2 separate regions of the Sus scrofa genome follow, and region 2 is linked to region 1. Evidence: chromatin contacts called from public HiChIP or PLAC-seq data. All regions are on one chromosome and are shown on one strand. The core of a region is the stretch at or near the end of the contact, and the rest is flanking DNA. Distances in the headings are between cores, read along the strand shown.

Region 1 (5,631 bases), core at 1,210-3,709:
TGAAGATGAAATGAGAGGATACAGGTAAAGTGCCCAGCACAGTGGCCGGCATATATGGGCTCTAGCTGTCACTAAGCAAATGGCTGCTGACGCTGATAAATCACACCCCACCCGAGGCCTGAGGAGGCAGCAATTACGCAGTTCCAAGACTGGCTCCACCACCTAGGACCTGAGGGAGCTCAGACCAGCCACATAAGCTCCCAGAGCACTGGCTCATATGGAGAAACAGAGATTCGCGATGTGACACCATAGATTTACTGTAAAGGTTTGAACCTGTCAAGGGGAGCTCAGCTCTCAGAAGCAGCGCAATGCATTTGCAGCAATGATCACTGAGGGGAGCAGGAGGAGCTCAGACCTGGGGGGCCAAAGAAACCCAGGAAGGAGGAAGCAGTCAGGGTGGACAGGGGGCAACTCGGGGAAGGCTTCCCCAGGTTGCTTCCCTCCCCAACCCCCCCCCAGGGGGGGGCAGAGAGCATTCAGCAGGCACTATGACAAAATTCCAGGCAAAGGAAGAGGTGGGAACAGAGAGCTGGGCAGGAGGGGCAAGCAGGCTGCGCAGAACAGGAGGCAGCGCGGGAGGGAAGAGTTGGATGCAGCTGGGGCAGCCCTGGGGACTGGTGGTGTCTTGGACATGTGGATGGGGGAGCCACGGAAGGTCCGTGAGGTCTCGGCCACCCTGGATTGCCAGAAGGTCAAAACAAGGAAGAATCTTAGAGACTATCGAATCCAAACTCCCGTTGGACAGATGGGGGCACTGAGGCCCAGAGTGGGAGGCCTCCTCTGGGAACTGAGCCAGCGCTGGCTCCTCCTCCCACTTCTCCTCCGGCAGCAGCGGCTCCCGTTGCCATGGGGACGTCCCTGGCTCTGCGGGTGTCAGCAGCTCCCCCACCCCCTCCCTCCTTCCCTAGCAACAGGCCACCTCCTCTGGCTCTCATCCTTGCGTGCCTGGCAACCCCAGCCCAGTCCCCAGCGCCCCAGCCTGACCCTTACTGCATCAGCAATGCCTTTAGGACTGGACTGACCTCCTCTGCTGCTGGCAGAAGCCCCTGCCCCTCCGTTTCCAAGTTTTACCCCTCTCCACATTTCTCAAGCTTGACTATCCCATAAATGACAAAGGATTGGGTTAGTGGACAGTGACAGCGGAGGGCAGGGCACTGCCGTGTGTTGAGCCACTATTTTATGCTGAGCATCGCTTTAAGTTCTCTCCTCAACCCAAAGAAGTCAGAATTATTGACTCCATTTTAAGGATGAGGAAAGTTAGGATCAGAGAAGCCAAGTGACTTGGCAAAGAACAGACAGCTGGGAAGCAGGCCTTGCTGAGAGCTAGTGTGTGACCTTGAGCCATAGCCAGTCCCTTTCTGGACCTGGGTTTAAGGTGCCTGTAGGTCTGACAACTTCTCATGGATCTATAGGAGGTCCAGACACCTTCCTCTGCTCACAGTCCTCTCGAGATACCAGCTGTTCAGCTCTAATTAGACTCCACACTTCCCCTGGCACCCCATACCTGGAAGTCCTCATGCCTGGGACCACTCCTTGCTGTTCTACTCCCACGACAGTGGAGGGATAGCTCCTCTACTTGGTGTTTCTTCTTCTTCTTCTTCTTCTTCTGGTCCTTTTTTTTTTGGGGGGGGGGGGCTACACCCACGGCACATGGAAGTTCCCAGGCTAGGGGTCAAATTGGAGCTGCAGCTGCCGGCCTACACCACAGCCACAGCAACGCTGGATCCTTAACCCATTGAGGGAGGCTAGGAATCAAATCTGCGTCCTCATGGATATCAGTCAGATGCGTCACTGCTGAGCCACAACGGGAACTCCTACTTGGTGTTTCTTCTACCTTCTTAAGCTTTCCCCTCCACACACACGATGTTTAGATCAGGACCCTGGAACCCGATGCCTAGATCCAGGTGCTGCCCTTTCTGTGCTGCAGAGCCCAGCTTCCCCTAGCTCTCACTGATGACAGAAGGTGTCTTGCGGCCCAGGCCTGACCAGACCAGCCTTCTGAATTTTGACATTTGTTCCTCTCCTGCCCAGATCTGTTTTAGCCTGACTGACTGGCCCCCTCTCCTTCCCCCCCGCCCCCGATGCCTGCTTGTTTCATTTCCAGGGACACCCTCCTTCTACAAAGTCTGCGTGACAGTCACTCACAGCCCAGCTCAGACACCCACTGTCTCCAGAAAGCTCTCCCTGAGCCCTAACTGAAGTGAGCTCAAGAATTTCCATGCAGGTCCTGAGAGCCTCCTCAGAAGACCCCACCCAGCCCTGGTTCCAAGGTAAAGGATCTATTCCACCATGTTTGCAAGATTTTTGCCCCATGAGTGGTATCTTAGGCCCCTTCCACAGCCCAAGTTTGACACTTGCTCCCCGGCAGTTGCTGTGTCCTCAAGGCCCCTTGTAGCCTCCTTGACTGGAGTCCAGGGTGGCTGTCGGGAAGTACATCTTAGTGAGACAAGTGCTGGCTTTGGAAGCAGACAGTCCAGGGTATGAGTCAGAGTGATGCCGCCCTGCCCCATTGCTCTTCCTTCCTTGGGCAAGACACTGACCCTCTGGGGAACCTCATTTTCCTCATTCGTAAATCGGGGATCCCAGTCCGCGTCTAATTGGGCTCTCGTGAGCATTAAATAAGATCATGTTCAGAGTTCTTAGTATATCAAGAGGAGATGCTAACTGCTATGACTACTAATATTAGGGTGAGGATGAGGAGGACTATTCTTATCTGCAAGGCTGTCGAGAGCTCCTGCAGGGATGGGCGTGGGCAGGGTTCTGGGCTTGTTGCCAGGCAGACCTGGGTTTGAATCCTGCCTCCGCCAAAAATCAGTTGCGTGGCTATGGGCAAAACCTAGAACCAGCCCGGGGCTCAGTTTCCCCAACTGTAAAATAATGATGATAAGGCCAGTCCAGGTTCCACCTACAGTGTCACTGGGAGGATCAAACAAAAGAAAGTCCCTGGCAACTTCTGTAAGTTGTAAAGTATGTCATCATATGATTTAGGATTATGATAATTATGAAACACCCTGAGCTTTAGGTCCTAGGAACTCCTCTGCTGGGAAGAGCTAGGGACATTGTCAGTCGAGTTCCTGGATAAGTAGCAGGCATGTCAACGGGGGTGCCTTGGGGGCCTATGCTTGGAGTCAGCTCAACTTGCTTTTCTCCAAACCCACAGTGGGACATTGGGATCAGTGTCCTCTGCTAGGTTAATGCCTTCCTAAATGCTAGGATAGGCTGTGCCCAGGCCACACTAATCACATCCCGTCATCTACCCCTTGCCTGGAACACTGGGCCTGACTGGCATCTATCACGCTTCCCCTGCTTTCCTGCTGGCCTAACAGAGCGTGCTTCCCATCCCACAGCCCCTACCTTGGCCCAGGGCACCGGTGTGCTCATCCCGTCCCTTCTGCCTGGGATGCTAAGACTCGGTGTGTCTCATCACGCATCACCGTCTGTATGCTGAGCTCCTCGGCCCCCCTCCCATATCCACCGCCTGGATGCCAGGACCTGGGCCGCTGCATATGGCCGGGCAAGCTGTGCCTTACACAAGGGTTTGCAGCTGAGAGGGCATGAGTCTGGGCTGAAATTCAATCTGTGCTCGGCTCATCAAGCCGGGGAACCCTGATGAGGGGCTGCAGGAGCCTGGTGGAAAGGGAACATGCCTCCAACTGATCCACTCAGAGGATTCTACTCTTCACATCGGTGCTGTATTTCAGTCTCAGCCCTGGCTGGGACCAAGTGTGTCCTTCTCATGCTGCTGCTGCCTGGACCCATCTCATTTCACAGGCCCAGTCCATAGCCCCTGGCCTGGATGCTGGCCAACTGGGCTCTATCCTGAGCCCCCCATCACTCCCACATAGTCCCTATCCTTGACCCTTGTGTTTTCACCAAGCTTCTGATGGGTTAAGGCCTGGGAAATGCGACTAACAGCCCTTGTCTCTACCCCAGTTTTACCCCCACCTCTTCAAATGGCAGATCGATCACACCCTGTAAACTCACTGAAGCTTATAAGCCTTTTTCACCAAGCATGCAAAAAAAAAAAAGTGCTCTTGTTACCATAATGCATATTTCTAATGCCTAGAATGTGTCACATCAAAAGCCCATCCGAATCGCACTACTCAGGGCTAGCACAGTTCAGGGAAAAGGGCAAACACCAGATCAGGGAAACGGCAATTCTATCGTGCCCTCTTCCCCTGGGAGGAGAGATGGAGAAGGTCCTGGGTCCAGAGCCGACCTCTTTGCAGGTCAGCTTTCCCATCTGGGCAGCTCACATGAGCCTCTTCAGTGTCCAACCAAGCCCCCGAGTCGGCTAGGGTCAGAAAGACTAAGGAACCATTTACGACCCCGTCCCCGCACCTGCCACATTCACCCTGGCCCTCCTGCTCCTCTCCATCTCCACCCTTAATGCCAGTGGGACAAAACCCCTGGAGTTGGCCCCCCTGCCCCTCCCATGGATCCTGAAGTGACAAACCAGAGGTCCCCACCCCAGTCCCTGCCCCATTTCCCAACTACTATCAAAAAAAGGAGGTACTGACCTGACTGTTCTGGAATTCTCACCATCAGATCTGAAAGAGAAAGAGAGGAAAAAACCAAGAGTCAGCACATACCCTCTATTCCCCCTCTCCCTCTGCCCTATGCAGCAGCCTTGAGAGCTAATATGCATCGTGAAAATGAGGGGTAGGGCATTTCGTGCAGAAAGAATAGCCAGTGCAAAAGGCCATGAGATGGCGGAGGGCCTGGCCAGTTGCTGGGACAAAGAGGAGGACAGCGTGGCTGGGGTGGAGTGAGTGAGGGGAAGGGTGGCTGGGGGTGAGGTCGAGTAGGTGCCAGGAACCAACCATGTTCTAGCCTCGTGGGCTCATGGTGAGGGGTCTTCCTTGGAGTGGCTGAGAGGCAGCCTGTAGCTGCAGGAAGAGGCAGAGCCCGAGGTTTAAACACAGAGAGACCTGGCTCAGATAGTGGCTCTGCCACTTACCAGATCTGGGTAAGTCACCTCCCTGCCTGGAATCTGAGCCTCAGTCTCCCCGCTTGTAACACAAGGCCAATCTTCGCAGGGCTGTTGGGATGATTAAGCCCTTTGGAACCCAGCAGACAAATGCCAGGTATTATTAACAACATAGAAAAGGCTTTGCCAATTGCCTGGTCCAACCTGCTTATTTTCCGGATGAAGAGAATGAGGCTGAGAGGGTGAGTGAGTCAGCTGCTGGGCTCCTTTCTACTACACTGGTCTGCCTTCTTCATAGTGAGCCCCCACCTCAGAGGCAAAGGAAGGGCAAGAGAAGAGAATGGCTTTGGGGACAGCTTTGAGGGGACTGAGCAAATGAGGGAAATCAGAACCACAGCCCTCTGGCTGCTCCTCCCTAAAAAGGGTGTGTGTGTGTGCGTGTGCGTGTGCGTGTGCGTGTGTGTGTGTGTGTGTGTGTGTGTGTAGGAGAGGGACAGTGGGGGTGGGAAGGGGAGGAAGAAGGACCAGGGCACTTGGAAGGAGCGGGGAGAGCGTGTGAAGCAGCGTTCCTGTCCTCTCTGTCCTCTTCCTCCTCCTCCTCTCCCCTATTGAGGACTGTGGAGGAAGCAGAGATGAAGATGTCACAGGCTTGGTCCTCAGGTGAGAGAACCAAGGAGAGACCTTAGTGAGGGGACCTGAGT
Region 2 (5,578 bases), core at 531-3,030, 200 kb after region 1:
GGAAAGGAAAAGAAACGAAACATAGAAACATTTAAATCAGTAGCCTGAGTAAAGTAGATTGCCCTCCCCGATGCAGATTGGCCTCATCCAATCTGTCGATGGCCTGAATAGAACAAAAAGGCAGGTGAAACCGAATTCCTCCGCCTGACTGCTTTCTTCGAACTGGGATATCTGTTTTTCCTGCCTTTGTGAACTGAAATAGTGACTCAGTCTTGAGCTTGCTGGCCTGCGAACTGGAACTACACCAACAGTTCTGGGTTCTTAGGACTTCAGGTTTGGATAGGAACTATACCATTGGCTCCCCTGGCTCTTCAGCTTGCTAAGTCACCGCCATGAAGATCTTGGGACTTGTCAGCCTCTGTCGTTGTACAGGCCAGTTCCTTATAAATCTCTTCATGTACATCCTCTTGTTTCTGTTTATCTGGAAAACTCTGACTAATACAAAAAGGAAAGTGAGTTGGAAAAAAGGAGGTGGTGGTCAAAGAATGATGGGTATGGATGGCTGAAGGAGGGTGGGTACAACATCAATGGAGAAGAAGAACTCAGGGAACAGTGAGGCCAGAGGCTTGGAATGTGTATTTTGAATCCACCATCATGTAGATTTTGAAATCCCCAAGATTCTGAACAAGAGAGGAGTTGGAGAGAGTGACAGTGAGCCAAGAAAAGAAAATTTTCAAAACCCAAGGAGGCTTGGTGAGGGATGTGGTAGATGACTGTAACAAAGACACAGAGAAAGCCTTGTAGACTGATGTTTGTGCCTCAAAGGAGCTGGAGGACTTCTTGAGTATGGTCTTGGGACATGTGTGTGTGTGTGCACGTGTGCAAGGACAGCTATATCTCCTAAATCACTGGTATGGGAACTATGAGAGGGAATTCAGTATTCAAGAGAGATGTACTATTGTCTGGGAAGATTCATGTTCCTGCTGAAGCAAGAAGGCAAACTCAACTTTCAGAGAAGAGGTTGAGGATGGAGGGATTCTGCTGATGACTCAGCGTGAGTTCTAGAAGGCAACATCTCAGGAGTTGGGTCAGAAAAGAAAGTTGGGTGATGATTGTTTCCAACCATGATGGAGTAACAAGGACTAGATTTACTTTTACCTTAAACAACTAAAAAACTAGATAAAATATATTGAACAGTGGTTTCTAGACATTAGACAACAGGATGGAGTTCCCATTGTGGCTCAGCAGAAATGAATCTGACTAACATCCATGAGCGCACAGGTTCGATTCCTGGCCTTGCTCAGTGGGTTAAGGATCTGGCATTGCTGTGAGCTGTGGTGTAGGTCACAGACGTGGCTTGGATCCCGTGTTGCTGTGGCTGTGGTGTAGGCTGGCAGCTGTAACTCTGACTCTACCCCTAGTCTGGAAACTGCCATATGCTGCAAGTGCAGCCCTAAAAAGCAAAAAAAAAAAAAAAAAAAAAAAAAAAAAAAAAAAAAAATCCCAAAGCAATTATAAATGTAATTCATACATTCAAGAAGATAGAGCAAAGCATGAGCAGAGCTGAAGTACAGCACCCAGGGAAGACCCTACACCACCCCACCCCCCCAAACTCAGAGCTGAGATCCAGTCCCTGTTGGAGAACGAATGGTTGTTGTTCTTTGGATGGTGGAACTTGCTAGAAATCTGCTTTCTGGAACTTACCAGAAATCCACCCTCTGGGTCCAGAAGAATGCTGTTTCTGTGGAGATGTGTCATCAGAAGCACTCTGCTACAAAGGAGGGAGTGTGCCAGAGGAAGTTGCTGGGCACTGCTGGTTGCCCTGTGTTGCAAGAACTTGAGAATGGAGACTCTGTGAGAGCTTCAGAAGCCAGGACCAAACTGCTACTAAGCTGGCTGATGAAGGATCAGGGAGGAGCTGCTGGACCCTGAGTGCTGGTGGTCACCACACATGGCAGGAGCCAGACACTGGAGAATGTGTGTGTGTTTTAAGACAGAGATGTTGGAGAAAGCTGTATGTGCCACAGGACCCTGCGGAGTGGGCAGACCAGAACCAGGAAGCAAATCCATTTTCCTCCTTGCAATGTCTCTTCAGTGCCCTCTACTGGCAAAGCTCTAGTGCCAGCTGGCAAAGGAAAAAACTGAATGGACCCAATCCATTTGTGTAGAGCAGGCATAAACAGTGAATTTGAAGCCAAGAGGCAAAAATCAATAAATGACCCAATAATCCACCCCTTTGACTACCCAGCTTCTGTGTGTGCCCTTCTACTCACATTAGAATTCGTGCACAAAAACAATTCTACTTGTACTGGACAAGATATAGCTATTCTTCTTGTAACAAAGTTACCACCCTTTCCCGAAAATGAAGAGACACACACTCCCAAGAATCATTGTACCCATTGCTGTCTGGGTAAATTATTTCTCAATTTTAGTCACAGTCCCACTGATACTCTATTATTTGGAGTTCCCATCTTGGCGTAGCGGAAATGAAATGACTAGGAACCATGAGGTTGTGGGTCCCATTCCTGACCTCGCTCGGTGGGTTAAGGATCCGGCGTTGCCATGAGCTGTGGTGTAGGTCGCAGACGTGGCTCGGATCTTGCATTGCTGGGGCTGTGGTGTAGGCCGGCGGCAACATCTCCAATGAGACCCCTAGGCTGGGAACCTCCATATGCTGCGGGTGCAGCCCTAAAAAGACAAAAAAATAAAAATAAGATTAATTTGTAAAATTAACTTCTAACAGCATTTGTATACACAACAAAAATGATATAAAGTAAAAACAGGATGGAGAGAGAAAAGGAAAGTAGCCATCATATACAAATAAACATGTCAATATAAGAAAAAGAAAACAAGCAAGCTTAAAATAGCATTCATTTATGTTGTTGTTTGTTTTGGGATTTTTTTTTTCTTTTTTAAGGGCCACACCTGTGGCATATGGAAGTTTCCAGGCTAGGGGTCAAATCTGAACTATAGCTGCTGACCTACACAGATCCTTAACCCACTGTGCCAGGCTGTGGATCAAACCTGTGTCCTAGCGCTTCCAAGATGCAGTTGATCCATCATTCATCTGTCGATGGACATTTAGGTTGTTTCTATGTCTTGGCTATTGTTGAGTAGTGCTGCAATGAACACAGGGGTACATGCATCTTTTTCAACGAAAGTTTTGTCCAGATATATGCCCAGAAGTGGGATTGCTGGATCATATGGTAGTTCTATATTTAGTTTTTCTTTCTTTCTTTCTTTCTTTCTTTCTTTCTTTCTTTCTTTCTTTCTTTCTTTCTTTCTTTCTTTCTTTCTTTCTTCCTTCCTTCCTTCCTTCCTTCCTTCCTTCCTTCCTTCCTTCCTTTCTTTCTTTCTTTCTTTCTTTCTTTCTTTTTTGTCTTTTTGCCTTTTCTTGAGCCGCTCCTGCGGCATATGGAGGTTCCCAGGCTAGGGGTCGAATCGGAGGTGTAGCTGCCAGCCTACGCCAGAGCCACAGCAACGCGGGATCCGAGCCGCGTCCCACAGCTCACAGCAATGCTAGATCCTTAACCCACTGAGCAAGGCCAGGGATGGAACCCACAACCTCATGGTTCCTAGTCGGATTCGTTAACCACTGCGCCACGACGGGAACTCCATATATTTAGTTTTCTAAGGTACCTTCATACTGTTCTCAATAGTGGTTGTACCAATTTACATTCCCACCAACAGTGAAGGAGGGCTCACTTTTCTTTCCACTCTCTCCAGCATTTGTTATTTGTTGACTTGTTAATGATGGCCATTCTGACCAGTGTGAGGTGGTACCTCATTGAGGTTTTGATTTTCATTTCTCTGATAATTAGTGACGTTGAGCATTTTTTCATGTGCCTATTGGCCATCTGTATGTCTTTGGAGAAATGTCTATTTAGATCTTCTGCCCATTTTTCGATTGGGTTGTTTGTATTTTTGTTGTTGAGTTGTATGAGTTGTTTGTATATGTTGGAGATAGGCCCCTGCCAGTTGCCTTGTTTGCAAAGATTTTCTCCCATTCTGTAGGTTGTCTTTTAATCTTTTGAATGGTTTCCTTCGCTGTGCAAAAAGCTTTTGAGTTTAATTAGATCCCTTTTTTTATTTTTGTTTTTCGATTATTTTTTACTATTGGGTACAGAAGGACTAAGAGGCACCCCAAATAATCCTATGGCTTGTAGATATAGTCCTCTATGCCTTCTTTGTGCAGCAGCAACCTGCTTTCTCCTTGATAGTGAAGATTCCAGCCAGTAAATTAACTCTATCTCCTCCCATTTTTTTTCTCCTATAGTTTCCTTATTGGCATAGAGCTCAAAATGTCTGAACTTCTGGAGTTCCCCTTGTGGCGCAGTGGTTAGCGAATCTGACTAGGAACCATAATGTTGCGGGTTCGATCCCTGGCCTTGCTCAGTGGGTTAAGGATCCGGCGTTGCCGTGAGCTGTGGTGTAGGTTGCAGACGCGGCTCGGATCCCGCGTTGCTGTGGCTCTGGTGTAGGCTGGCAGCTACAGCTCCGATTAGACCCCTAGCCTGGGAACCTCCATATGCCGCAGGAGCGGCCCAAGAAATGGCAAAAAGACCAAAAAAAAAGAAAAAAAAAAGAAAAAATGTCTGAACTTTCAATTCAGTATAACCATCAATGTGCCCCCTGGTAGAGGCCTCTCCCACTGGCAAAGAAGACTTATCAGAATTTAGGGCACAGTGTCCCCAGCTTCATGTGGGTCTTCTCACATCTACCCATCCATCATACAGGATCCTGTTCCTTCCACATCGATGCCCTCAGTTTACTTATTTATTTATTTTTGCTTTTTAGGGCCCGCACCCTTGCCATACGGAACTTCCCAGGCAAGGGGTCAAATCGGAACTGATGCTCCCAGCCTACGCCGCAGCCACAGCAACGTGGGATCCGAGCTGCATCTGCGACCTATACCACAGCTCACGGCAACACTGGATCCTTAACCCGCTGAGCGAGGCCAGGGATCGAACCTGCATCCTCATGGCTAATAGATTTATTTCTGCTGAGCCACGACAGGAACTCCTGCCTCAGTTTACTGGTAGACATCCTGTGAGTCTAGGAGTTCAACTTGCATTGTAATTCAACCAGTTGTAGGATGATATTCTGCGTTTGATTTTTCAGCAGAAAAAGATTGATGTCCCAGCTCAAAGATAGTCACTGGAGTTCCCATTGTGGCTCAGTGGTAACGAATCTGACTAGTATCCACGAGGATGTGGGTTGGATCCCTGGCCTCCATCAGTTGGTTAAGGATCCGGCATTGCTATGAACTGTGGTGTAGGTCACAGATGTAGCTGAGATTCTGCGTTGCTGTGGCTGTGGCATAGGCCTATCACAGACCCCTAGCCTGGGAAATTCCATATGCCATGCGTGCGGCCCTAAAAGGCAAAAAAAAAAAAAAAAAAAAAAAAATCAATCAGAGGGCCTTGGATATCCAACATGCAGAGCTCAAAGTTGCCAAGATAGGAAACAAAAATTTTGCAAGTGGGTTATTAAGTGTAATAGTGGAGCCATGCCTACTTCTACCCTTGATTTCAGGACCCATTTATACTGGCTATGGGGGGAGATCAGGTATAAGGGTCTCTGATTCAGGGTGTATACTGCACCCTATAAAATAGAATCCCATCCATTTAGGGTGTTG

What was found. HiChIP or PLAC-seq counts read pairs in DNA pulled down with a chosen protein or histone mark.
Region 2: a contact with region 1 is called in an H3K27ac HiChIP or PLAC-seq map of alveolar macrophages. The contact joins two enhancer-like sites. A contact is called at or near these places in 1 of 47 Hi-C or Micro-C datasets (embryonic fibroblasts) and 2 of 2 datasets of contacts at active chromatin or transcription factors (alveolar macrophages and skeletal muscle).

The regions. Positions count from the first base shown.
Region 1 is chrX:46,063,077-46,068,707 of Sscrofa11.1, forward strand. IQSEC2 (IQ motif and SEC7 domain-containing protein 2) reads right to left here. Exons shown (of 17, transcript XM_021079683.1): 2 at 4,521-4,550. Among named protein-coding and RNA genes, the nearest start is that of IQSEC2, 29 kb to the right of the region's middle. Within about 2 kb of position 2,460, at least 3 of the 83 cell types and tissues checked have an H3K27ac peak or open chromatin away from gene starts, as enhancers often do. A contact at or near this core is called in alveolar macrophages, where this site is marked.
Region 2 is chrX:46,260,256-46,265,833 of Sscrofa11.1, forward strand. No RefSeq gene overlaps it. Among named protein-coding and RNA genes, the nearest start is that of MIR98, 39 kb to the right of the region's middle. Within about 2 kb of position 1,781, at least 12 of the 83 cell types and tissues checked have an H3K27ac peak or open chromatin away from gene starts, as enhancers often do. A contact at or near this core is called in alveolar macrophages, where this site is marked.